Linked DNA regions of Mus musculus: regions 1, 3, 4, 5 and 6 are each linked to region 2. The links are chromatin contacts, called in public Hi-C, HiCAR-type and HiChIP or PLAC-seq maps. All regions are on one chromosome and are shown on one strand. Each heading gives the region's core, a stretch centred on a gene start, on an enhancer-like site or on the middle of the called end of the contact. The rest is flanking DNA. Distances are from core to core; before and after follow the strand shown.

What was found. A called contact is a pair of places that touch in the nucleus more often than the background predicts. HiCAR-type assays count read pairs that join an accessible place to other places. HiChIP or PLAC-seq counts read pairs in DNA pulled down with a chosen protein or histone mark.
Region 1: a contact with region 2 is called in a Hi-C map of nephron progenitors, with 1.9 times the contacts expected there. The contact joins two enhancer-like sites. A contact is called at or near these places in 1 of 484 Hi-C or Micro-C datasets (nephron progenitors), 3 of 115 datasets of contacts at active chromatin or transcription factors (cardiomyocytes, embryonic stem cells and stem cell-derived neural progenitor cells) and 1 of 9 other capture datasets (embryonic stem cells).
Region 3: a contact with region 2 is called in a FOXA1 HiChIP or PLAC-seq map of pancreatic cancer cells. The contact joins two enhancer-like sites. A contact is called at or near these places in 1 of 15 datasets of contacts at CTCF or cohesin (the NIH/3T3 cell line), 4 of 115 datasets of contacts at active chromatin or transcription factors (the NIH/3T3 cell line, astrocytes, embryonic stem cells and 1 more) and 1 of 9 other capture datasets (embryonic stem cells).
Region 4: a Hi-C map of adipose-derived mesenchymal stem cells shows a contact between it and region 2, with 2.2 times the contacts expected there. The contact joins two enhancer-like sites. A contact is called at or near these places in 2 of 484 Hi-C or Micro-C datasets (adipose-derived mesenchymal stem cells and cortical neurons), 2 of 115 datasets of contacts at active chromatin or transcription factors (astrocytes and stem cell-derived neural progenitor cells) and 1 of 9 other capture datasets (embryonic stem cells).
Region 5: a HiCAR-type map of fibro-adipogenic progenitors shows a contact between it and region 2, with 4 times the contacts expected there. The contact joins two enhancer-like sites. A contact is called at or near these places in 6 of 115 datasets of contacts at active chromatin or transcription factors (astrocytes, embryonic fibroblasts, fibro-adipogenic progenitors and 2 more) and 1 of 9 other capture datasets (embryonic stem cells).
Region 6: an H3K27ac HiChIP or PLAC-seq map of the NIH/3T3 cell line shows a contact between it and region 2, with 8 times the contacts expected there. The contact joins two enhancer-like sites. A contact is called at or near these places in 1 of 15 datasets of contacts at CTCF or cohesin (the NIH/3T3 cell line), 3 of 484 Hi-C or Micro-C datasets (adipose-derived mesenchymal stem cells, cortical neurons and muscle stem cells), 6 of 115 datasets of contacts at active chromatin or transcription factors (the NIH/3T3 cell line, embryonic fibroblasts, embryonic limb bud and 2 more) and 1 of 9 other capture datasets (embryonic stem cells).

Annotation. Positions count from the first base shown.
Region 1 is chr4:56,642,982-56,647,164 of GRCm38.p6, forward strand. The region is part of intron 6 of Gm34687 (a long non-coding RNA gene); the gene reads right to left. Among named protein-coding and RNA genes, the nearest start is that of Gm26144, 34 kb to the right of the region's middle. Within about 2 kb of position 1,795, at least 130 of the 459 cell types and tissues checked have an H3K27ac peak or open chromatin away from gene starts, as enhancers often do. A contact at or near this core is called in nephron progenitors and stem cell-derived neural progenitor cells, where this site is marked.
Region 2 is chr4:55,649,283-55,653,230 of GRCm38.p6, forward strand. No RefSeq gene overlaps it. Among named protein-coding and RNA genes, the nearest start is that of Gm12511, 79 kb to the left of the region's middle. Within about 2 kb of position 1,984, at least 310 of the 459 cell types and tissues checked have an H3K27ac peak or open chromatin away from gene starts, as enhancers often do. A contact at or near this core is called in the NIH/3T3 cell line, adipose-derived mesenchymal stem cells, astrocytes and 5 more, where this site is marked.
Region 3 is chr4:56,531,743-56,535,961 of GRCm38.p6, forward strand. No RefSeq gene overlaps it. Among named protein-coding and RNA genes, the nearest start is that of Gm34628, 55 kb to the left of the region's middle. Within about 2 kb of position 1,604, at least 71 of the 459 cell types and tissues checked have an H3K27ac peak or open chromatin away from gene starts, as enhancers often do. A contact at or near this core is called in the NIH/3T3 cell line and pancreatic cancer cells, where this site is marked.
Region 4 is chr4:56,303,985-56,307,928 of GRCm38.p6, forward strand. The region is part of intron 2 of Gm42291 (a long non-coding RNA gene); the gene reads right to left. Among named protein-coding and RNA genes, the nearest start is that of Gm42291, 10 kb to the right of the region's middle. Within about 2 kb of position 1,832, at least 62 of the 459 cell types and tissues checked have an H3K27ac peak or open chromatin away from gene starts, as enhancers often do. A contact at or near this core is called in adipose-derived mesenchymal stem cells and astrocytes, where this site is marked.
Region 5 is chr4:56,605,269-56,609,420 of GRCm38.p6, forward strand. No RefSeq gene overlaps it. Among named protein-coding and RNA genes, the nearest start is that of Gm26144, 72 kb to the right of the region's middle. Within about 2 kb of position 1,878, at least 19 of the 459 cell types and tissues checked have an H3K27ac peak or open chromatin away from gene starts, as enhancers often do. A contact at or near this core is called in fibro-adipogenic progenitors, where this site is marked.
Region 6 is chr4:56,385,631-56,389,595 of GRCm38.p6, forward strand. It overlaps the pseudogene Gm12518. Among named protein-coding and RNA genes, the nearest start is that of Gm42291, 72 kb to the left of the region's middle. Within about 2 kb of position 1,616, at least 41 of the 459 cell types and tissues checked have an H3K27ac peak or open chromatin away from gene starts, as enhancers often do. A contact at or near this core is called in the NIH/3T3 cell line, adipose-derived mesenchymal stem cells, embryonic fibroblasts and 1 more, where this site is marked.

The DNA of each region.
Region 1 (4,183 bases), core at 545-3,044, 990 kb after region 2:
GGACACAGCGTTAATGAGCATCCACGGAGGTCTTGGTGGAAGAACAAAACTCTCCTAAGGGTACCAGCTGCTCAGCTGTTCTGTCACGCAGTGCAGAGGCTGGAGAGACAACTTAAGGACAGACCCAGGAAGGCACCAAACTTCCCTTGGAAACACAGGGGACTTACATAATGCTTCTGAGCACACAAGAAAGGCACTTAATCCTCCGAAATCAGAGGCCAGCTCCTGGCAGTCTGAGACAGAGGACAGAATTCCTGCCTTGAGGGTCCTCACCTGCAGAGGGTCTATATTGTCATGTGTCTTTCTTTAAACAGTGCCCAAAATGCCCATGAAGCACAAGTTTACACAGCTGTGCTCAGGTCATTTTCCTTCAAAAGGGGACCTGACATATGTCTCCTTTAGCTATGGCACAAACAAAAAAAAAAAAAAAAAAAAAAAAAAAAAGAAGAAGAAGAAGAAGAAGAAGAAGAAAAATCTATATCTCACACTGCTAGAAAACCCAGAAATCCAGAGCTGGTTTCCAACCAGGCCTGTGAGAAGCAGAGAATATTCTGGGCTGGGAAAAGAGGAATTGTGGATCATAGAGATGCTGAGGAGGGTTGAGCTAAAAAAAAAAAAAAATTAAGCAAAGCATAGCTACTGGAGGCACACACTCAGCTCAAGGCAAGGCCCCAAGGGGAACAAACATTCTCTGTGCCATAAAGGACAGAGGATGGCAGAAGAGACATTTGGAAGGCAGCCAGAGCACCTGCCACCATGTGACACATGTAGGAATAAGAGACTTCCCCGGAGGCTACCAGATCCTAGGTGGGACTAAGGCTCAAACTTTGAAAAAGGTCTAGGAGACCAAATGTTTAGTTGGAATATAAGTGTGGCACCAAATGAAGACCTCCAAGAGCCTATGGCTGCATTCTGAGTTAAGAGAGGTTAGACCCTATGCAGAAGACAGAAGAAAAAAGGTCTATGATTCGTCCCAGGAGAAGCTGTAATGGCAGGGACAGGGTTTGTTTGGCCTCACAGGATATCCTAACCAAGCAACAGCAGCATCCAGCCTCTGAGAATGACGTCCTCTGCTCGTTCCTGCCCTTCCCTGAGTGTGTCTGGGCATGTTAAAACCGTGACGTGAGCTACTTGCCACACGCAAGAAGTGAGGTAACGGGAAGAAGAAACCATGCCCGTCAGACCGGAGTCCTCAGCACAGTTACTTAAAGCATTGCTGGTCATCAAACTAACAGGCCACTGGTCACCATGGTAACAGCAATCAAAACACCAATTCCTGCTTTCCTGAGCTGGTGTTGAATGACGATTGTGCTGCACAGAGGAGCAACTTAATCCCTCAGTGCACAATAAACAGAGTTGCCAGCTCCAGCCTCGTAGAAGATGGAGAAAAATAACTTGCGAGCGGACAAAGTACATTTCTCAGGGTGGATGCATGATTCGAGCCAAGAACTCAAGGAGGGAATCTTTTTGCTCAGCTTGAAGTCATTGCTGTCTCTGAGCCGCTTCCCCCACCCATCACAGTTTTTAGGGAGGGAGACTGTTACGACTGCTTAAGAAACATGATGAATTTGTTTTAAACCCCAGATATGTGCATCTCTAGCCTTCCTGGCAAAATTCAGACAAAAATTTAATGACGGCTGTGAAATACTCACATTCGAAGTAGATCTGATAATTTTCCTTTATGTCACCAAGGCAACACAGAATTCATCTTCATCTCTTTGGAGGATAGTGATCCTCTCCAAATGCCTGATGCAAGCGTGAAACACAAGCCTCCCCCTCCTTTTGTTCCACCCCTACAGCCGAGTGAAGCCAAAATCCCTGGATCTAGGCCCATTGGCTGCCAAGTCACAGCTGTCTTGGGTTTCCTCACTCCAAGGTCACTGGGCAAAATCGTAGAGACCCTGGGATGCACCATAAATCCAATTCCTCTTTTCAAAGCCTATTTCCTTCTCTTCTCCTATAAGAGTCTCAGAGAGGTACATTCTAATACAACAAAGTACACAAGGAATCCTGCTTTAATTCCCTTCTCCACTCTATTCCATCAGCAGATCAAGGGCCCAAGACTGGCAGATGCCAGTTGCTACATCTCACTCCAGATCTGCATGGAGAATGGAGTAAGTGGCTGGGTAGACACCAGTCTGAATGCCCTGTGGTCAGCTGTGTACCTTTGGACTAGCCAGTTCTGGTCAAGGGCAGAAGCCATTTGGAACCCACAGAGCTATCCAATCCCAAGTCCAGTGATTCACTGAGTCTCTCAAGAAACCACAGTCTTCCTTGAACTATGACACGGTGTAACCTTTGGTTGTGAGTGTTTTGCCACAGTTTGTTTCTCTAACTTTAGCACAGAGATAGTATCCTGTGCAGAGGTGTAATCGCTGTGTACCTACTCCTTGGCAGCTATTACGTTTCTCTGGCTATAAAAGCCTAAATCAAAACATAGTCTCTGTGGAGTTCCAATTTTTCTAGGTGTATAATGAGTCTACCTCATAGGATCACTGAGTGAATTTAAAATACAAGATGTGAGCCAGAGGGAAAGACCATCAGCTAAAGGTAGAGCTACCAAGCCTCATGACCTGTGTTTGAATCCCAGGAGCCACATGGTAGAAATGGAGAATCAATTCCCACACATTGTCTTCTGACCTCCCCACATGTACTGTAATGTAGTCACACACAAATAGTAATATTAAACAGGCTGAGCAAGTTATGTTGGGTGTGTGTGTGTGTGTGTGTGTGTGTGTGTCTGTGTGTCTGTGTGTCTGTGTGTCTGTGTGTCTGTGTGTCTGTGTGTCTGTGTATGTGTGTCTGTGTGTCTGTGTGAGTGTGTATGTGTAACAATGACAATTATGAGAAAAGAGCCCATGAATTTGAAAGGGAACCAGAGGAAAACATGGTAGGGATTAAAGAGAGGGAAAGGAAGGGAGAAATTACATAATTATATTTTGACTTTAAATAATAATAATAGCCGGGTGGTAGTTGGCGCACGCCTTTAATCCCAGCACTTGGGAGGCAGAGGCAGGCAGATTTCTGAGTCCAAGGCCATCCTGGTCTACAGAGTGAGTTCCAGGACAGCCAGGGCTACACAGAGAAACCCTGTCTTAAAAAACAAAAATTAATAATAACAATAATAATAATAATAATAAACAACTGTGGGAGCAAAGTCAGTACCCCAGACCTTTGATACTAATTTTAAGTCCAGGCTTTACAATGTACCAGCTCAGAGACTCCAAACTTATAACATCTATGCAATAGGAGAAATTTTAATAAAAGTCAGTAATTATTAAGCCTTTCCACAACGTCCTGTCATCCTTCAATGCTCAGAGACCGTTGCAACTTTAGGAGGAAAGATTTGAAGAAGTCTGGCCTCAGTATTGTTACCATCACCACTGCCACCACCACCACCATCACCAATAGCACCATCAAAGATGCCGCTGACACTTCCGCCACCACCACCTTTTGCCAGGTAATCCAGATGAGGTTTTCTTTAAAAAACAAAAAAGAAAAGAAAAGAAATTTGGACACTGTCTCTGTGCCCTCTGGTTAGTCTAGCTAAGGGTTTATCTATCTTGTTGATTTTCTCAAAGAACCAGCTCCTGGTTTCTCTGTATAGCTCTGGCTGTCCTGGAACTCACTTTGTAGACCAGGCTGGCCTTGGACTCAGAAATCTGCCTGCCTCTGCCTCCTGAGTGCTGGGCCTAAAGGCGTGTGCCACCACACCCAGCATGACGATTCTTTGTATAGTTCTTTTTGTTTCTACTTGGTTGGTTTCAGCCCTGAGTTTAAATATTTCCTGCTGTCTACTCCTCTTGGGTGTATTTCCTTCTTTTTGTTCTAGAGCTTTCAGGTGTGCTGTTAAGCTGGTAGTATATGCTCTCTCCCATTTCTTTTTGGAGGCACTCAGAGCATTGAGATTTCTTCTTAACACTGCTTTCATTGTATTCCATAAGTTTGGGTATGTTGTGCCTTCATTTTCATTAAATTCTAAAAAGTCTTTAACTTCTTCATTTTTTTTCTTGACCAAGTTATCATTAAGTAGAGCATTGTTCAGCTTCCATGTGTATGTGGGCTCTCTGTTGTATTTGTTGCTAATGAAGACCAGCCTTAGTCCATGGTGATCTGATAGGATGCATGGGATTATGTCAATCTTCTTGCATCTATTGAGGTCTGTTTTGTGACTGGTCAGTTT
Region 2 (3,948 bases), core at 734-3,233:
TTGATTGATGTCATAGTCATTAGCTACATTCGATGCAAATAGGGAAGATGGCTGATGGTCCAGAGGTTGGCTTCTGTAAGGAGTAACCATTTCAACAGACATTTGTGTCAGCGATGTAGGGTAACTGAGAAGAGGGTGTGCCATGTCTGCCTGTGAGGTACTTGTAGTCCAGTTGTGTGTTCAAGCTTCTCTCTCTGAGACCTGGGGCCTTGAGAGACAAAGCCTTTTCTTCTTCAGGACTCAGCCTCATGGAACCAAGGAGGTGCCTAGGGAAGGGTGGGTGCTTCTCTGACATCTCAGCTTTTTGGAATTTAGCCTAGTAGTTAAGAACACAGCTTCTGGAAGTAAGCTGTCTGGGTTCAAATGCTGTGCTCAGACTTTCATATTGTGGCACTTTCTGTACACTCACAGCGGGGACAATGGCATCTACCTTCCAGGGATATGGTAATGTGACTATCACTAGTCACTAAAGCTTTGACCAGACCACACATTTCTGATGTACCTCGGTTGATCTGCTGTACCTGGCTTCCCTCATCCCTTCTATCCATTCAGTCTAATTATTATGGGTCAAGAACAGCAATTGTCAGTCAGTGTGCTGGGAGCTGCAGAATCAGCCAAGTCACATCTATCCTTGGAGTCTCCTCCTCTGAGGTGGTTAAATCTCAGTCTTTCTTAGGGAATACTTCTTTGCCTCGTCCACCCGGACAAATAGATATTTGTCATCCCTGTAATACCAAAAAGTGGAGAGGGAGGGAAGGAGGGAGGGAGGGAGGGAGGGTGTCCGTTCCTTTTCCTCATAACATTTGGCTTTTTAGGAGAGTCACTGTGCCAGAAATTTTGGAATATCTTGTTACTTTAGACAACGGAAGACAGGGAGACTTCTCATTTTTAATTGGGAGTAAAAACTTGTGTATGGAGCAGAGGTGAGGTTTCCACAGGTCAGAGAACTCACCTCTGCTGGGCTGGATTGGAGCTGAGGAGGAGGGGCAGCAGAACTGAGTTGGCTTCCTTCCACGAAGTGAGAAATCGCCACGGCATGGATGATGCAACTGAACGGAGATGGTGCAGAAAGTCCTATCAGCACATTGACTCACCTCGCCCAGCCTCAGTTTCCCTTTGTGTAAAAATAAGAGGTCCGAAATTCTTGTACAGGGCACTAGGTTTACCCGAGGGCATGAGCAGGAGAATGCCAGCTGCAGACAGATTCACAGGGAGGGAGGGTGCTTGTGGGATATGAGGGCTTCCACATCTAGGCACAAGGAATATTCCTCCTTTTCTGTTTTCTGGGTCCCTGCATAGCTGGCGGCCCCAGTGAAGGGCTGTAGGGGGCAGCCTGAGTGTTCTGGCTGGGGGTGGGGTAGGGTGGGGTGGGGTGGGCAACAGCTGGACAAGTTACTGGGAAATCATATTATTTCAGACTACTAGGTATTCTAGGGGCGTAGTGATGATGGTGGATCTTTTCTGTTTTATTTGATGAAGTTGGCCTTGATAAATGCTGCTGCTTTGTTTTTTCGCTCTCCCACATGTTTGTAAATCTTCGAAACACGCAGTTCCAGTATAAAAGGGAGGTGTAGAAGGGACTTGATTTGAGCCTGGCTGGAGGCATGCAGCTTTTGGAGTGGCAGCTTGTTGTCACCTTCCCCTGAGACAAAGGCTGTATTAACCTTGGGAGCATCAGGCTTCTTGGCCACTTTCTCTGAGGCCATCCTGATGTGCATTTTCCTTTCTCATCTCTAGGGAGGCAGCACACAGAACGCAAGGCCGCCGAGGATGGAGAGGGTAGGGCTCTGCGAGGTGCCTCTCCAAGGCCTGGGTCCCCAGGTCAAGGGCAAGATGTGCGGTGCAGGCACTCCCGAGCTGGCTGGCGCAGCAGCTAGGATGCTGCGCAGAGCGCTGCTGGCGGCGTCGGGAACTGACCAGGCCGCGTGTGAGCGCCGGGATTCCTGCTCCGGCCTTAAATATGCCGGTTATTTTTATCCCCCTACGTCAGGCCAGCGAAGGCCATCCCACCAGTGGCCGCGGCAGGCTGCTACACAATGTTTCCCTTCAGTCGGGAGGGGAAATGGAGGGAGGCCAGACTTCCTGATCACATGGTGCTGAAGTCAATGAAAAAAAATGAAGGGGGACCCCTCCCTTGCGCTGGGGTGCGCGGGCCAGGGCCCCCCACCCACCCCCTCGGGCCGCGCGGCCAGGGAAGCGCAGGCTCGCGGGCGGGCGCGGGGCCAGGCGCAGGACCGGGCAAACATAAACACCAGATCGGGGCAGTAATTGGCGGCTCCGAGATCGCTGAGGAAATGAGAGGCTTGTACGAAACATCAGCCGACAAGAAACGGGGTGATGTCAGACAGCCTTCCAGGATTAGAAACCCTTAAAAGCTCCGAGCCCGCGGCGGCTGCGGAAAAGCGCTTTCGGTCCTGGCTCTGCGGGTAGGAAGCCCGCGGACTGCGGACGACTCCGGGCTCCTCTCTTCCTCGCTCTCTTCTCCTCTCTTCCCCCCCCCCCCCCCCCACCCGCTCTAGTCTCTTCTCCTTGAATTCCCTTTTTGATTTTGAACTAAAAAGAAGGGGAAAGACGTCAATTTCCATGTCTAAAGCATCTCGCCTCCCCTCCTCCCTCCTTGTATCCTGTTACTACTTTTGGACTAACAGATCCTACTCAAATCAAGCAGGAGGGGGATAAATAAAAGTTTAGCTCTGTTGTCCGAGTCTCTTCGGTTTCTTCTTACATTCTCTTAGAACTGCGAGTTGCAATACTTAGCACACACAACAGGGGTTTTCTAGCTGCTTCTCTGCTCTCCAGTCTTGAGGGCAGCTTAGCTAACAGTCAGTGGCAGGTTGTTCCCTAACCCACAGGAGCCTCCTGTGACCTTACGGTAGAAGCTGAGCCTCATTTGTTCATTGCCTGCATACATCAAAAAAAGCGCCACTTTTCCAGGCGTTTCTCTTTCAGTGTTTACCTGGATTAAAGGGGGTGTGGATGTTTGGAAAGGGCTCGAGCCCCTGCAAGGAGAGGCACCCAAGGCACCCTTTTCAAAGGATGATTTATGTTTGGGTTTTCTCAGATAGGGGCGCAAAGAGTCCGTTCCCTGTCTCTGTGACAGGTGAGCTCCGCACCTGGCTCCTAGCTTTGGGATATTTCAGCAGCTTCACACAGCACTGTCACTTACTCTCCTTTAAGGCAGGTTTGCTCACCTTTCTTCCAGAGACCCAGGAAAGGGTCACAGCTGGGCCAAGTTTGTACAACCTCAGAAGAAGAATGGGGCTAATTCCAAAGACATAGGTTTAACTCATTGCTGTCCACTCATTGTACTCCCCTGCAACACTGTTGAATCTTTTGATAGTTCCCTCCCATGGTTGACAGTCACTTGAGCCAAGTATATCATCCAGTTATACCACCTGCTGGGTGGCAGATAAAAGGCTGTTTTCCAGCTGTTCTCCACACATCTGTCTTTGGTGACTGGGTGCTCTGAAAAAAATCACACGAGGAGGCCTCGTTTTCTAGTACACCCCGGTTGTCCTAGGTTAGATACTGATGTCTCCTTTCCTTCACTTCAGAGTCTTGGGGTCTTGATGGCCTGTTCTTGCCCCCTGTCCCATCACTTCTCTCCCCAGCTAGTGCACATGGTCTGGGGCTTGTGGAGGGGCTGGTGGAGGGACGACAGAAGTATTTCAGGTTCTGAGTTGTGTTATGGCAGGAGATAGCATTATGTCTTCTTCAGGCAGATTGTCCTCTGACGGTGTCTGCCCTCATCCCAATACCCAGAGGCTGAGTTCCTACCTCTCGGCCTTCTCACTTAGCTCTACACTTTCTCAGGGAAGTTACTTTTTGGCTCCAAGTGAGTCTCAGTTTCAACGGGGCTGAGACAGAGTGTGCTCGAAGGATGCTGTGCACGTCAGCTAGGACAAGGCATGTAAAGGACTTAGTGAGCCCAGATCCTATCACTAACCT
Region 3 (4,219 bases), core at 354-2,853, 880 kb after region 2:
TGCTAACACTAAGCAAAGAGCAACCTTCAAATCCCCATTCCACAGCTCATGGCTGTGAGAACAGCAAGTGCACAGGCTCCGCACACAGCTGAGGGGAGAAGAAGCCTGCTCACCCTTGGATGTGGTAATAATGACGATATATGAGTGATGGAGTGATGGCATCCACTGGGTCTTAAAACGACATTTGATGGACTTTGTATATAATTAGTGATGTCTGTGGAAAGCTGCAGGATGCTTTATTCTAAAAGAAGATACAATTCAGGCATGGAAGATGGTGCCTCTAATCCCTGCACTGGGGAGGCTCAAGCAGGAGAAGAACAAGTTTGAAGAAAGCTGGGGCTATATAATGGGACTTTGTTTAAATAAATCATACATGTATGCATACACACACACAGGATATGGTTGTCAAAAATGTAATTAAACCTGAGTCCCCTTATCCCTAAACAGGACATGGCAACATTTTCCATCCCATAAAGATAGAGTTTTTCAATTTAATCCAAATTTAGGAAGTAGCTACTTGAAATACAGAGAGAGACTAGTAGATTTCGTGTACAAATGCCATGGCACCTTTGGTAGGGGAAGGAAGGGGATGGTGATGAGAACAGAAATTGATTCTAAATTAAGAGAGTCCCTAATTAAAGTTATATCATTAAGCACCTGATCTCTTTCTTTGCAGGACCACAAAATATTCCTGTGTGAGAATTTCTCACCAGCCCATCAGGCACCTTTAGAGGTAGGAAAACAGAAAAGGGTGTTATTCTTCTTTGTATGTAAGGTGAGCCTGGTCCAGCTACAAATTGAGATGGACTTTGACCCTTCACCCAACTTCTCCAGCTAGTTCCAATCTGAACATTGTGGTGAAAATATGACCTTAAGTGACCCCCACCAGCCTCTGAGGTCACTAAACTAGCTCTATGGCATCTCTGGAAATGCAGAGTTGCACCAAAAGCCCATTGACTGGTGCCAGCTGCACACTGAGCCCAGAGCTGGCCTCCAGGACAGCAAGGTGTATAGACTTTGATGATCTGCCCACGAACTCTATGGAAGTCAGAAAGATAACCAAGGAAAATTCCATGAGGAATGTTCCAGAACTGATTCCACCTGGGCAGTTTGGAAATCATGTAACAGAAAAGGTTCTCTTTTGAGAGTTCACCAAATAAGGAAATGGATAAGGGAAAGCCGGGTCACAGGAACGTCATAAGCAAAGTAGGGCCAAGGAGTATAGGAAGCTATTCAGTGTCATGCTCAGAAACATAAGTGGTCTGGAGGCAGGAATTGTGAAAGGTGATGCTCGGGAAATGAGCAGGAGCCAAGTCATGAAGGGATGCTCTGTGTGCCAAAGGAAGAGGTCTGGCCTCTGTCCAGCAGCTACGGACCAGCCACCGAGAGCTTTGAAATTCCGAAGTGACGTGGTCAGACTCACCCTCCGATCATTCCCTCTAGGGCACTAAGAAGCAGATGGTCTGAGCAGAGAGCGAAGGCTGGGAGGTGAATTGTAAAGAGTTTTATTGCTATTTTTATGTACAGCCTCTGTTCTAAAAGAAACAATAGAGGGTTAAGTCATGGGGCCCCATAATGGGGCATGTGGGCCAAGGTGCAGGCTGTCTGGCACTGGATACATGGACACATGTTGGTGAGTCGGGTCACGGTGATGAGTAAGAGGCAACTAAGAGAAGGAAGACACAACAAAAACCCCAGGATTGTATGACCCTGGGCAGCTCAGTGACCCTCACACAGCCACAGAGTCCTCACGCATGTGGTGGCAGTCACCTGGCCAGCGTGCTTGTGAGTCAGAGGCACACAAAGTCCCTGGCAGAACGTGAGACCTAGAGCAGGTCCTCCATAGGGGTAGCCACCACCATAGAAGTGGAAACGCTTCCTTCTGCCAAGAATGCTCTCAGCACTCAGAAAGGATCCATTCACGGAGACAGAGGCTTCCTGCACTGAGTAACCAAAGCAAACAAGAGCAATAGGGACGGAGCCTGAGTTACTACCTACAGGGGAGGTTCAGGTGTCCCTCTGATGGAAAGCAAAACCCAGCTCAAGTCAAACAAGCCTGTACACACCGATCAGAGCTATGTGTTCTCAGCAGCCCTGGGCACAGTCCCACAGAACCTGGTTTGACAAGCTGCACTGGCCTGATGCCCAGGTCCAGATCAAACCTAGGAGGCCTGAAGCTGCTTTGATAATCAATCTCTCTCTCTCTCTATATATATATATATATATATATATATATATATATATATACACACACACACACACACACACACGCACGCACGCACGCACGCACGCACGCACACACCTGTTTATCTCCTCTCTCACTCAGAGGGTCAATCATTGCTAAGTAGTACCCATGTCCCTGTGGCTCTAAGCTCTGAGTGCAGATTCCCGAATTGGAGCAACTAGCTCACCAGTCAGAAACAAGCCTGGCTCCTCAGTTAGCACTCTCAGAGGTAGAGTTACTCACACTCACGGGTCAGACAAGGATGAAGAAACCCACCCTAAAGCACTTGCATGGAAAGCAAAGAGCCCATGGATGAAGACATTGCTTCACCCAAGCTAGCTACTCTCCCTCATCCATCTCCTGACTCACATCCTCCCCACTGCAAACACTCCAGAAATACCCTCAGCCCCTAAGAGATACTGTCTCCTTCTGATAACATTGTATATTTCTCAGTGGACCCCACAGCCACGGCTGTTTCTCAACTGTGACTCACCTTTGAGCTCTGAAAAGACTTCATGTCTTCCTCATGAGGCTGAGATGTGGGTCCCTAAAAGTCACTAGTGACCTTTGCAAATGCAGAAAAATTCTCATCCACCCTCAGGATTATCCAACTCTAGTCTCCTCCGCACCTAGGAAGCTGCCTTTTCTCCTAGCTCCCCATGCTACAACGTATACCTCTTCTTCTGTCCACCTCTGGGTGTAAGCTTTCTGGAACTTTCTTCCTAGAGCCTCTTCTCTTTCCATAATCCTCTTCCTGAGAAATGCCACAGATAACCCCTTAATCCAGTAGTTCTTCAACCTTCCTAATGCTGTGACCCTTTAATACAGTTCCTCATGTTGTGGTGACCCATCCATAAAATTACCATATTGCAACTTCACAACTGTAATTCTGCTGCTGTTATGAACATTAATGTAAATATCTGATATGTGACCCCCTGTGGGGGTTGTGACCACAGGATGAAAACCACAGTCTTAACCCCTTAAGATTCTAGTTTTCTTACTTTGTCCAGGTCTGTGTTGATGTCTGTGGCCTGTGTTGCCACTGAATGAGAGGCCGATGTCTGTGGTTTATGATGCAGCTGGAAGCCATGCCAATGTCCGTGACCCCAGCTGCAATGGAGGGCTTGATCCAGGTCCATAGCCGCACTGCATGTTCTGTTTGTGGTCTGTTCTGATGCCAGAAACCATGTAGAAGCCCATGATCCCTGCTCCCATAGTCCATCAAAGGTAAATGCTCTTCTTAAGTGGAAAATCTTCTTCAGAGCGGTTATGTAAAGCGCACCCAAGCCTGCTGAAATGTACAGGAGAGGCACCCACGACCTTAATTCCCCATTCTTTTTTTTTTTTTTTTGAGACAGTGTTTCCCTGGCTGTCCTGGAACTCACTTTGTAGACCAGGCTGGCCTCGAACTCAGAAATCTGCCTGTCTCTGCCTCCCTAGTGTTGGGATTAAAGGCATGCGCCACCATGCCCGGCTCTGTTCAACTATTCCTGCTTGTTTCTCTGCATCAAACAAGAAGTCTTCTTGCTATAGGGGACATGTCACAAAGATACTCCATCAATATTTTTATACCAGTTGACCTTGTTATTATCTGATATCCAGTCAGAAAAATAAATCAGCCTGTTTAATACAGAAGTTATTTAATATAAACAGTTGATTCCCGAGGTAACAGTGGCACTGGAGTCCTTCAGCAGATGGTAGCAAGAAGACACGGAGCTAATGACACTTCTCAGCAGGGAGGAAAGAGGAGAAGCAAGGCTGGGTCACCATGGGGCAGCTAGAAGCCTAGCAGTGATTGGTTTATCATAGAGTTTAAGATTCAGGGCTGCCCAGCCTCATAGTTTCCTTCTCAGATCCTGTTGTTAATTGTATGTTTATCACCTTATCTTTTTTCTCATGTTAAACCAAGCTCTGAAAAAATATGAGCTTCAGGCCTCACATAATCCGGACCTACCAAGAAATGTGAAAGAAATATGTCACCATCAGGAATCTTGT
Region 4 (3,944 bases), core at 582-3,081, 650 kb after region 2:
CATGCTGTGCTCATAGGCACATGCTGCACCTAACCCTCCATCATTTCCACACCCTTTTTTTTTCCTTGCTACCTTTCCCCCATCAAGCAAAACAGGAAATGCCAAGTGGCTTCAGCAAGCCTCTGGCTCCTTGAGTCCTTCCTCTGATCCAAGAAAACTTTTGTTCACTCAGCACAAAACCATGACAATTCTTTGCTATCCCTGTCTCTTTCCTAGTGATTCTCAATGTTGCTTCACCCTGGGGATCATAGCTTAGCTAGCAGTGGGGCTTATTAGTCCTTTTTTTAAGGCTGGGGTAGTTCTATTGTTCATCTTAGTTGAGAAACTGCCCCAGACTCTAAGGTCCTGTGAACTTGAGCTCTTTCTTAATTTCTGTAACCTTCATATTCTTCCTAGGGGCCCTGGTTCTGTGAGGGTCTTTTAGGTCCTCATCCAATATTTGTTAAGTAATGCTCTTGAAACAGGAAGTTGGTTGGGGCAATCTGGAGGCTCAGGAAGGGGAGGGATTTTCTGAGTAACTGACTGAGAGGAAGCATCATCCTTACAGAGCCTGGCCAGTTTTAAGATTCTGGAACAATGCCATTCTATACCCAGAAGATGTTTAATCTTGGTCTGTTTCATCTCCATTTGCACGTTTCAATCTCACTGGTCCATCAATCACAGATGCTCCACGCATGAGTGAGTCTGTGGAAAGAGTAGGAGTTTCTAAGCTCTGTAGCTTATGGTCTAATACAATAATTAATAGAAGAGAGAGTTTATTTAAGTGGGACAGCAGGGGATCATGGTCTTAAAATTCTTTTTTATGTCTCTTCTCTAATCTTTCAGTTGCATTTAGTAGGAGACATTCCTGTTATTCAAAGAAAAGCCCTGAAAGCAGCTTCTACCCCAATCCTTATGTACACTACAAATAAAAAAATTAAATCCAGAATATTAGCTGTACTCCCACTGAAGCCTTTAGCTCTGAGCTCATATCTGTCTCCACTGTAGCTTTAAAACATACACGAAGTCAGTTCAGTTTGAGTAGATATAAACAGGAATGACTGCATGTCTTTCTGAATTCAAGGGAAGCAGGATAAGCCCCTATTTTTTAAAGATACCAGATTCTAGTCTCTTGTTTTTAATCACTTTCCACCATGATGATGAAAACAGCCCGGTGTTGCCATCCAGGATTATGCTGTTTCAATGCCCTGATGACGAGAGTAAAAGCCTGACTCAACTCTATGGACAGGAACTTGACATCAATGCAGAGCCTCCTGTGGAGACATTCTTTCTGGGGTTCCTGCCTTTCTGTTGCTTTTGTAGCTTTCAGGGTAGACCCTAAGTTCTCAGGCAAAGATTATATTCTATAAACCCAGGATGTTCTTTGGAATTCAAGATGGAGAAGGTAAATGGATAATAAATATTTATAATCTTTTTGACACTAAGTCTTTTATTTTTCCTTTGAAATGCTGCCGAAACAGAAATGGGGCTGTGAGGTGCTGAGTGGTCCTCAAGTCTATTTTAGTGTTGAGTGAGGTTGTAATGTCTTTCCCATCACCAGAAGCTAAGAATGGGTCCATGTGTCTCATCTGTGAGCACTGGGAGACTCTAGTCTAGTTTGTGTCTGAATCCCTCTACTTTCTGTCCATATTGCATACAGAATCTCTGTCAAAGTGGTCCACATGTCCTCATTTCCCTAGTTTAAAGGCTGCTAAGCTTCACTGACGGTCAACAAGATAACTCCTTAGCTTCTTCCTCTGGCATTCACAGCCCCTTCCATATCTGATCCTCACGTTCTTCTCCAGTCTTTCTGGGAAATCTGCCTGTTAGACTGACCTCATAGATGAGGAATGTGAAGCCTGCAAAGTGAGGTGACCTCCCTAGAGAACATACACAGCAACAGTGGAGGCTCAGCTCTCTGCTTGTGGACCGAATTCTTCCCATCACAGACTGTTCTCTTCACACATAAGCTCGGCAGTTGCATCTGAACTATGGGGCTCATGATAAGAAAGTTTCTTCTATACACACAGGAGGTTGGTAAACCTTTCCCATAGTCCCAATAGCCTCATCTTCTGGTTCCTTAGAGAGGGCCAGTTTTCACAGTGCAGGAGTGACCTGTGTAAGCCAATAGAACAGTCTGAACATAATGATGTGTCACTATGAAGCCTAGAAACACTTTGCCGTGGTCAGGCTAGCCTCCGTGTCTTGAGAACACATAGCAATGAGTTGAAGCATCCAACTGTCATATGGGTGACTGAACCAGCTTGGTCAGTGACTCACCAGCTCCTCAAGCTTCTGATGGCTATAACATGGATGCCATCTAGAATATTAATATTAATAGATTACTAATATTAGAAAAATAACTTTCAGATTGTATTTTATTTTATTGTAATAAGTTACTTTAGGGCATTTTCTTGCAAGTATATAATGTATGTTGGGCATATTCCTGCCCTCATTCACTAACCTCTTTTCCTTTTCCCGTTAGTGTGTTTAGACCCCCTTGTTCACTTCTACTTTCCTGTCACCTGTACATACACGATTTTACATATCTAGGTAAAGTGTTGGAGCCACAGATAAGAGAAGACATGTGGCACAACTTGCTGAAGCTTTCTTTGTATACAAGAACTATGATGGATCACAGGGCCCCCAATGGAGGAGCTAGAGAAAGTACCCAAGGATCTAAAGGGATCTGCAACAATAATATGAACTAACCAGTACCCCCAGAGCTCATGTCTCTAGCTGCATATGTATCAGAAGATGGCCTAGTCGGCTATCAGTGGAAAGAGAGGCCCATTGGTGGTGCAAACTTTATATGCCTCAGTATAGGGGAATGCCAGGGCCAAGAAGTGGGAGTGGGTGGATAGGGAAGTGGGGTGGGAGGGTATGGGGGACTTTTGGGATAGCACTGGAAATGTAAATGAAGAAAATACCTAATTAAAAAAAGAACTATTAACAGTCACATCCATTTTCTTGAAGAAGTGACACATCTTCAGTCACTTTTGGATGGAGAGAATTTCCAGTGCACACAAGCCACGATTTCTTTGCCCATTCCTCTGCAGATAGGACTCAGTTTCCAGCCTCACAGAGTTACGACAGCTTCCCAGCCATCAAAGCCCTTTAGCTGAATACTCTAGCTTATTACCGGAGGATGGCAGTGCCTCTCTCCTCTGAGCATGCTCTTTCTTCTATCTGCGCTCTCCCCTTCTCTAGCACCTACAGTGTTCTCCCTTCTCATCTAGTAAGCCCCTTCTTATTTTCCTGTCCCAGTCTTACAGTCTCCCAGTTGCTGACTTTTTCATGTGAGAGTCCAAATCCTTGTCTCCTTCTGGCCACTCAGAGCACCATGGAGGAACGTTGTCTACCTGCCCACACCAGGCAGGGAGGTCACAAGAATCATCATTGCATTTCTCTGTGCACTTGCATGATTCGGCTCTGGCCCAAACATAAACTTGATGGTCAGTAAATATTTAAATGCAAGGACTGATGAGAGATTCAAAAGGAGTTTTGTTTCCATTGAACTCAACCACACCTTTAAGGGTTACTGTGCATTTAGGCTATTGAATCTTCTTTTTAAAAATTGCTTTAGATCTTTTTCTAAATTTGTTGTGAAGTCTTCCAAGCATTTTATATTTGAACTTTAAGTTAAGAAAGCTGCAGACCTCCTACATCTGCGTTACCAAGGGCAAGGCTGGACAGGTTCAGTAACTGCTTTGGTCCTGGTTTGGTGAGAGATGAAGGGAGCCCAGTCCTGGCTTGGCAGTGTGACTCACTGTGTTTAGAAGCTGTGGAGCTTCCTCAGAACACCATCTACATCTTTGCACCTTCTCTCACTCCTCAAACCTGATAGCACTTCCTTTAGTGTAGTTGTAAGAAACAACATTTTAAACCTGAACTCAGACCTTGAGTATTCTCCGTGATAGTTTTCACTCCTTGAGCATATGTTGTTTGTTGGGCAAGATGCATTT
Region 5 (4,152 bases), core at 628-3,127, 960 kb after region 2:
TTCTCAGAAGAGCTTAGAATAGCATCTCTCCATTCATGCTAATTCTTTGACCAAAGAACAAGGTCACAAGGTTCCAGGCAAATATTTCCTATACCAACATAAAGTTGCATGTTGTTGGAAAAGGAACCATATAGGATGGAGGCATGTGATCGATCTTACAGTTTCTCTTAGACATCCTTAGCCATGGACACCTCCTTTCAGGTTGACAACCAGCCTGAGATGGTGTCACAAAATGAAGACCATTCCAGAAAAGCTGCTGTCTGCATGTTCACAGTTCTAGTATGCCTGTAGCCCCAGGACTATCGGGTATGATGAGATCCAAGATTTGCATGATTCCTAGCAGGAACAAGGTGATGTGGATACTTTAATGCCAAAATTAAGACGAGGGGAACTGGGAATCTGAATGAATGGGAGACAATTACCACGCAAGAATGTCTTCCTAGGCAAAATCTAAGGAGTCTTGGCCAAGACTCCTTAGTTTATTACCAATGAAAATTAATTTGTTTTAGTTGGTTGTGTTGTGAAGTAGAATAAGGACTATAATCTTATGTGGTTTTCTAATGACCAGAATAAATCCCAAAACATCAAGTACAGCTCCTGGGCTATGGAGTAGACAAAATTCTCTGGTATGATGCCAACTGAGATCTAGAGATAATGTGATGAGTGCCTTTGATGGGATAAGTCCAGCCTCCTCATTTAAAAAGAGGCTCTCTCAGTAAATAACCCTTACTGACAGTTTACTTCTCCTTGGGTGGAGAAGGCAAAGAAGGTAAAGTCCTGAGAGCTGAAGTGTGAGACCTGCATTGAAATGTATCTCAGCTATTTCCTAGATGAGTCATCTTGTATAAGCCACTTATCCTTTTTAAGACTCCATTTCCTCATCTGTAGAATGGAGATAATACTTATGAAGCAGCATTCTTGTAAGGATTAGATAAAGGGACAGACACCTAGTTGTGTTTCCTATTAAGACATCCTTGCTTCAATCTGAATGAGATGTGTCAGTCTGGGAGTTTCAGCAACTATCCCAAATGAAAGCAAGGGTGGGGGGACATTTTCTGTTACACTCAAGGAGCTGCTACTCCAAGTTCAATGCCATAACTTTTGGTAGATATTGGAGTCCAGAAGAGACCTGCTGGGATTTGGGTTCTTGTGACTCGTGAGTAGGAACACAATTATTTATTAAGGGAGAAGGACACTTCTGAGCCAGAACTGAAGAGAGTTAAAATATATATATTCAACCACCACAAGAGTTGCATCCCCTATGGTTCCTTACACAGCACCTGCCTTCTTCTGTATCTGTGTATCATGGGCCTTTCTCATGCACATCTGTCCCTTACATGTAGCCCTTACATGATGCCCACCATCAGAGCTGAGATGAGATATGCTGTCTTGCTCTCCCAGTTGGGAGGTGCCAGTCTTTCTTTCTGTCATTAGTATCTTCCCTATGCTAATCTTGATGCCCCTATGCTGCCACATCCCAAGGATCTTCATAAGCACTGAACAATGCTCCATTTATCCACTCGTGTTTTTAATTTAATCATTCACTCTCCATCTATCATTAGATATCCACATGGCTTGTTTGATAAGGCCATTCTGAGCTCAGAACTACACAGGAGCAGTTCGGGGGCTGGGTTCTCTTCATCCAGGAGGGGAGGTAGATAAAAAAAATCAGTGACTAACTATGATGCATTAGGATGGGGACAGTAACAGTAAAAACAGCGATGCTGATGAGAAAACGTCATGTGGCTGGCCCATCTTCAGTGTCTCCCGCTGACTTAAACACAAATCCTACCACAGCAAAGGTCGAATGAGGACATCCAGGCTGGCCTACTTTCATAGCTCTTGGGATGACAAGTTGTACTTGCTGATGCCAAATTCAACATGACAAATCCCCAAGTAGTGTGGTGAGATGTAACTGATTCTAGTGACGGGCATGTCATAAGTGACACCCTGACTCCCAACTGGGAGAGCAAGACAACATGTCTCATCTCAGCTCTGACGGTGGGCATAGGTGTGGCTTTCCCCCAAGATGCATCCTGAAGAAATCCTCTGGATATGAAAGTTGATTTCAGATGCCAGATTCAAAACATCACAGAGTGTCTCCTGTGTTCCAAGCACCGTGTTAAGCAACTCATAAACAAGATCCTATAGGACTCCCCCAGTGCCTTTTGATACCTAACTGTACAGGCAAACTGAGGCTTGACAAGCAGGCAGAATTTGCTCAATCTTTTCCAGTTTGTAAGTAGCAAAGCCTGTACTTTGACTTGATTTTTGACAGCTATGTGACCCTTTGTGAAAAGAATAAACATTAGTTGTTGCAGAGAGGTGTGTGGAAAGAGGGTGCAGATGAGGTGGTCAGGAGTCCCAAGAATTAAAAGAACAACCAACATCTGAATAAAGGTATGATATCTACAGATTTCATAGCCTCAAAGTTCTTTTATGCCTACAGTATAAAAGCAGACCTGTGCATAAGAATTCAGTGTCCCAAATCCTGATTCGTGTTTACCTCTAGGAGGAAATTTCCAGAAGATATCCCAAGTACTTCCAAATTCTTAGGACTGCCCATATCAAACCTCAGGCGTGAAGTGTAGCACAGGGATGATTGAATCCCTTTGTCTTCATTGAAAAAGAAGAGAGAATGAAATAAGCAGGCGACCATGACAGTGCACCCCTTCCAAAGCTGAGCCCACTCGTCACCACTGGAACCCACACTGAGGAATCTCTCAGTGGATCCTTACCTATCCTGTCCTGCAAAGGGACTATGGCCTCTTCTATCTGAAATAGGGGATCCTAGGACCATAAGGCCCAGGGAATACACTCACTCCAATGGATTTTTCCTTTGATCTCCAAAAAGTCAGCGGTTTCTGCCCATACGCCATGGCAGAATAATGGTTCCCCCTTCAGCCATTCATTCTCTAGAATGGATCTTGTCTGTTCTTAGTAATCAATACCTTAAGCCAAACTTCCTCAAGTTCATGCATGGAGTATGACTGTGCATAGAAAAGACTGTGCATAGACTTTTCACAATCTTTCACTGCTTTAACCAACAGCTTAAACTCTCACTGCATTAATTAAGCTAACAGTAATTTAGCTACACTCCACGTTGGTTTAAGCGTGTATCAGTGAGAATTTGTAAGAAAGCAAGGCCTCAAAAGCCAAGCCACGGCTTCTCTGATACAGCTTTCGAGCCTTCTCAGTGTGCCCTTATCTCCCTGTTTCCTGTTCTCTTTCACATATATGAAGATCTCTACTGCTAGTCTGTCCAGAGGACATCCCCTAGAGCAGGGGTTATCAATCCTTCTAATGCTGTGAGCCTTTAAGTTCCTTGTGTGATGACCCCCAAGCATAAAATTATTTTTGGTGCTACACTGTAACTCTAATTTTGCTACTAGGATGAATTACGATGGAAATTTATGGTATTGCTGATGGTCTTATGCAACACCTTTAAAAGGATCATTTGTCTTCCCCCTCCTAGAGGGGGGTCCACGACCCACAGGTTGAGAACAGCCGCTCTTCTGATTCCTGGGCCAGGCAGAGGCCTCTCTTGCTGGTGGTGAGAGCAGTCCATTCCAGGCTTTTGCCCAAGGCCATTTGGTGAGTCATTGGTGAAGACAAAGTGCCCAGCCTGCAAGGTGTGGCTGCTCTAGATGACAGGCCATCTGTCAGTTTTCTCCTTGATTCATTCATTTTCAAGGGCCAGAACCATGACAACATTCATGTTTCTCATTGGCAAGGCTCATTAATGACAGCAAGCACCGTACAAGGCCTTCCATGCAAAAGGTGAGAGATATGAGTTCCTGTTAAAGGGGAACGCACTGCATAAAGCCCAGCCATGCGCGGAGCCAATGTGTGCTGTGAGGTCAGAGGCCAGTAAGGTGTGCATTCTATAAAGAATGTCTGAACTTGCCAGATCTTGGGGAAGTTGGACTTCTCCCAAGAAGAGTCTTGCCCTGACTCTTGATAACTGTCAGCACGTCTCACAAAGACAGGAACTCTTGAGATAGAGGTGCCAAGCAGCCGGGAACCATTAAGGCTAAAATTCAAGTTGCTGAAGGAAACTGGAGCCTGGGTTCTTCTTTCTTCTCTGAGCAGAGTCCTGAGAATGCAGGGGAAGAATGCCGTTAATGTGAATGTGCTCCAGGCCTGGATAGC
Region 6 (3,965 bases), core at 366-2,865, 740 kb after region 2:
CTTTATGGGATTTCTGATTTGATAATTTTGGAATATTATTAATATAAGTTTTATAATTTATTTTAATTGATCAGTAAAACAATAAAGACTATAGACAGACACAAAAAGTGAAGGAGGAAAGGAGGAAAGAAGAGAGACAGAGACACAGAAACAGACATCAAATCAAATCAAAAATCCATACAGTGAATTACAACTGACATCTTATGGTCAAAAAGATCATAAGAAACTGCTATGGATAATTACATTCTAACCGATTAGACAATCTAGGTAAAGTAGAAAAAAAATCTAAATACACACAACCCACTACGAATGCATTGACACATTTAGAAAGTCTTGACAGCCCTATAACAAAGAAATAAAAGGGCTTGTTTAGAGAAAAGAAAATCTCACAAGAAGTAAAGCCTAGAACCAAATGGCTTCACAGTGAATGCTAATGTTACCAAACACTTACAGAAGTGATACTTGTTCTTTTAAAACTCTTCCAAGTTATAGAAGAATATAAAATACTTCTGCACTGATTTTTAGAGGCCCATTTGACACTCCAGTGTAAAAGACACTACAAATAAAGAAAATGTTAGTCCAGTATTTTGGGGGAACACAAGTATAGAAATGTTTAATAAAATCATATTGAACTGAGTTTATTAAAACTTTAACACAAAAATCATATGCTGTGATCAAGTTGGATTTGTCTCAGAATAAAGAAAATTTGCAACACATGCAAATTGAGGGAAATTACATACTATGCCTGCAGAATGAAATATGAAAAATGACCTTCTCCTTCAACTGGTGCAGAAAGATATAGAAATTAGCAACTTCTCATTATAAAATTATCAATCCATAAAAGAAAAAGAGGTCCTGCCATTTACTACAATGTGGATGAACTTGAAAAGGCATGCTGGTTGGGGTAAGTCAGCCCCAGAACAATTACCCCCGATCCCATCTCTAGCAGGAACCTACAGAGGGCATGTTTATAGGAACTGGGATTACAGTTTCCTGTAGCTGTGAAGAGAGGAGATGAGAAGTTGTTTGATCAAGTGCATGGAGCATAGTTTCAGCTATGGGTGGCACCTAAGCCTAGTATGTGTATATCTCATTAGACTATGCAGTATTCTTGAAATTTTCCCCTGAGGTTTATTTTGTACCATGTTATCTTATTTCACAGAAAGAAGGCTGCAAGAGGTAATGGCTATCTGTATGATATTATTCATGGGGCAGTTTCATAAATGTATGCTTATCTTCAAACTCATTCATTAAGTATTACTGGTTCATTGTATGTCAGTCATAGCTCAGTTACACAAAAGAAGTCAGTTGCACAAAGGTGAGATTCGTCAGGGCCCTGACTCTAGTCTTACCAGCTTTGGTCTCCTTTGTACCCAAGCTGATTACTGTGGAATCTCATTGATGTTGACAGTTTCACTCCATCAAGGTCACATTAGAACAAAAGGCCAAGATGCAGTGATACTGAGGACCAGGCGATGCCTCTTTAAATATCCAAAGGACACTGACAGCAACATGCCTCCTTCAGAAGGTTCCTTGCTTCTTACTCAATGTGGACCATTCTGGGGACTTGGAATGGACTCTGAGCCAAATTCCTAAGAAGTGAGCCAGTGCTGTGGCTGAGACCAAGCCCTGCTAGAGGAATCCAAAGGCCACAAGTTGAGAAATGCTTTCTTGGCCCATTCAAATGGATGGTGAAAGCTTTGTGATAGTGCCATCACCCGTGAGCTTACTGCTAAATTATTCAAGACAGAAGCTGTATTTAACTGCATGCTTCAGATTCATCCATGAGCTGACTGGTGTTTCCTCCGTATCACTGATAGGGAGGCTGAGCTTCTTAGGGGTTAATTAACTCGTCCTAGATCACACAGTTTTTAAATGGGAGTCCCACCTTCACTACGGAACCAAGATGATGAATTGAATACATATGTTCACAGCTTTCTTTAGCAACGAGGCCATTAGCTGAAAGAGAGATTAACCAATTTCATGGCACCTCTTTGCCTCTTGTTATGGCTGGCAACTATACCATCAACTATCTGTTAGGAGTGCTGAAGGGTAAAGCACCATTAACTACATGTATCTACCTTAAAATACATACTTTGTGCTTTCCACACTGCCTAGGGATGGGTCCATATGGTGTTGTTCCCATGGCAACTTAAAGGGAACCTTACACAATGTCCAGCAACCTTGATGTCCTGCAGATGACGGAGGAGAATATCCTCAAATTCCTTGATGGCACCAACCTTGACTTTCAGATGGAGCAGTATATCTACCATCTACAAAAGGAAAAGGGACAATGTCTACATCATAAATCTGAAGAGGACCTAGGAGAAGCTGCTGCTCGCATCTCGAGCTGATGGCAGCATCTTCTCCTCCAGGAACACTGGCCAGCAACTGTGCTGAAGTTTGCTGCTGCCATTAGAGCCATTCTCATTGCTGGCCACTTCACACCTGGAACCATCACTAACCAGATCCTAGATGCCTTCAGGGAGGCATGGCTTCTAGTGGTGACTGACTCAGGGCTGACCACCAGCCCCCACAGAGGCCTCTAATGACAACCTGCCCACCCTTGCTCTATGTGACACAGAATCCCTGAGCTAGTGGGCACTGCCATCCCATACAACAAGGGAGCTCACTCATTTCGTCTAATATGGTGGATGCTGACCTGGGAGGTACTATCTCCCATGAACACCCATGAAAGATTATGCCTGATCATTTTCACTTCTACAGAGATTGACAAGGAGGAGCAGGCTATTGCTGAGAAAGTTGTGATCCAGGAGAAATTTTAAGGCAACTGGTGGCCAACTGGTATGAGGGGGTACAGGTGTTCTCTGTGCCCATCCAGCAGTTCCCCACTGAAGACCTGAGTGCTCAGCCAATCACAAAGGAGTGGACAGCAGCTCCCACAACATAGGCCATGGAAAGGGTTGTAGCCACCACTGAGTGGTTCTGAGCTCCACTGCAAAAGGAAAGGGGAAAGGGTAGAAGGAAAAGAAAGTTCCTAGGAGCTGGGAAAAATGTATTCTCTGCTCTAGAAACCAAGATTATTTTCTCTTTCTCTCCTCTTCTATTTGGAAAACAAATTTAGTCAGAACTAGTTCAACTAGTGCTTCATGGTTCTTAAACTCAAGCCTGGTGTGTCACTATGAAAATCAGATGTCATCCAGTCCAATCTAGACACGGTCATTATCTCTCTTCAGGGAAGTGAAGCTGTTTGATCTTGGTGAGATTTGTCCTAAAGTCTGAATACATCACACTGTGTTGTATTGATCATTCCATAGAAAAAGCAAATGAAAATAACCAATTGTCCCAGCTAAAGAATCCCAGTGAAACAAAAGATATTCTGTTGGCCACTTTTCATTTGTCTTGGCGAATAGTGACAATAACAATACCTATTACACAGCTCCTCTATTCTAGACAATTCTAAGTTCTCATGCATTAGGGGAACCTATGGTAGTAGGTTTGGCTAGGAAAAACAAATGTTATTTGTTCCATATTAAAACACAAAAAAATTAGACCATAATTGTTTTGATGTGTGTATGTGGGGTTTTTTTTATAGATATGTACAGTCTGGTATGAGAAAGGAAACAGAATTTATATTCAATTGTGTGTGGCTCTTGTCCCTACCATAAGCTATCTAAGACCTATACTTACACTGTTGTGTTCGAATCACGGCTCATTCGGACAGATCACACCAGGCCAGTACAGTTCCACAGGAGAGAGGTTTACTGGGGGTGAGGGAGAACAAAGGGGAATGACAAAGATGAAGAGAGAAAGGGGTGAAGGTCAGGAGGACTCTGATGTAACCACTTTCAGGTAAAGGTGGGAAGTAGATCAGGTAGACACTGAGAGTGTATGGTGATTACTATGGCAACAAATGCATGGGTCCCTGTCTCCTATGGATGATGTCACTGTCATCACTGGATTCAGAGGTGACATTCAACTGTAAAGCTGGTTCCTGAATGTAA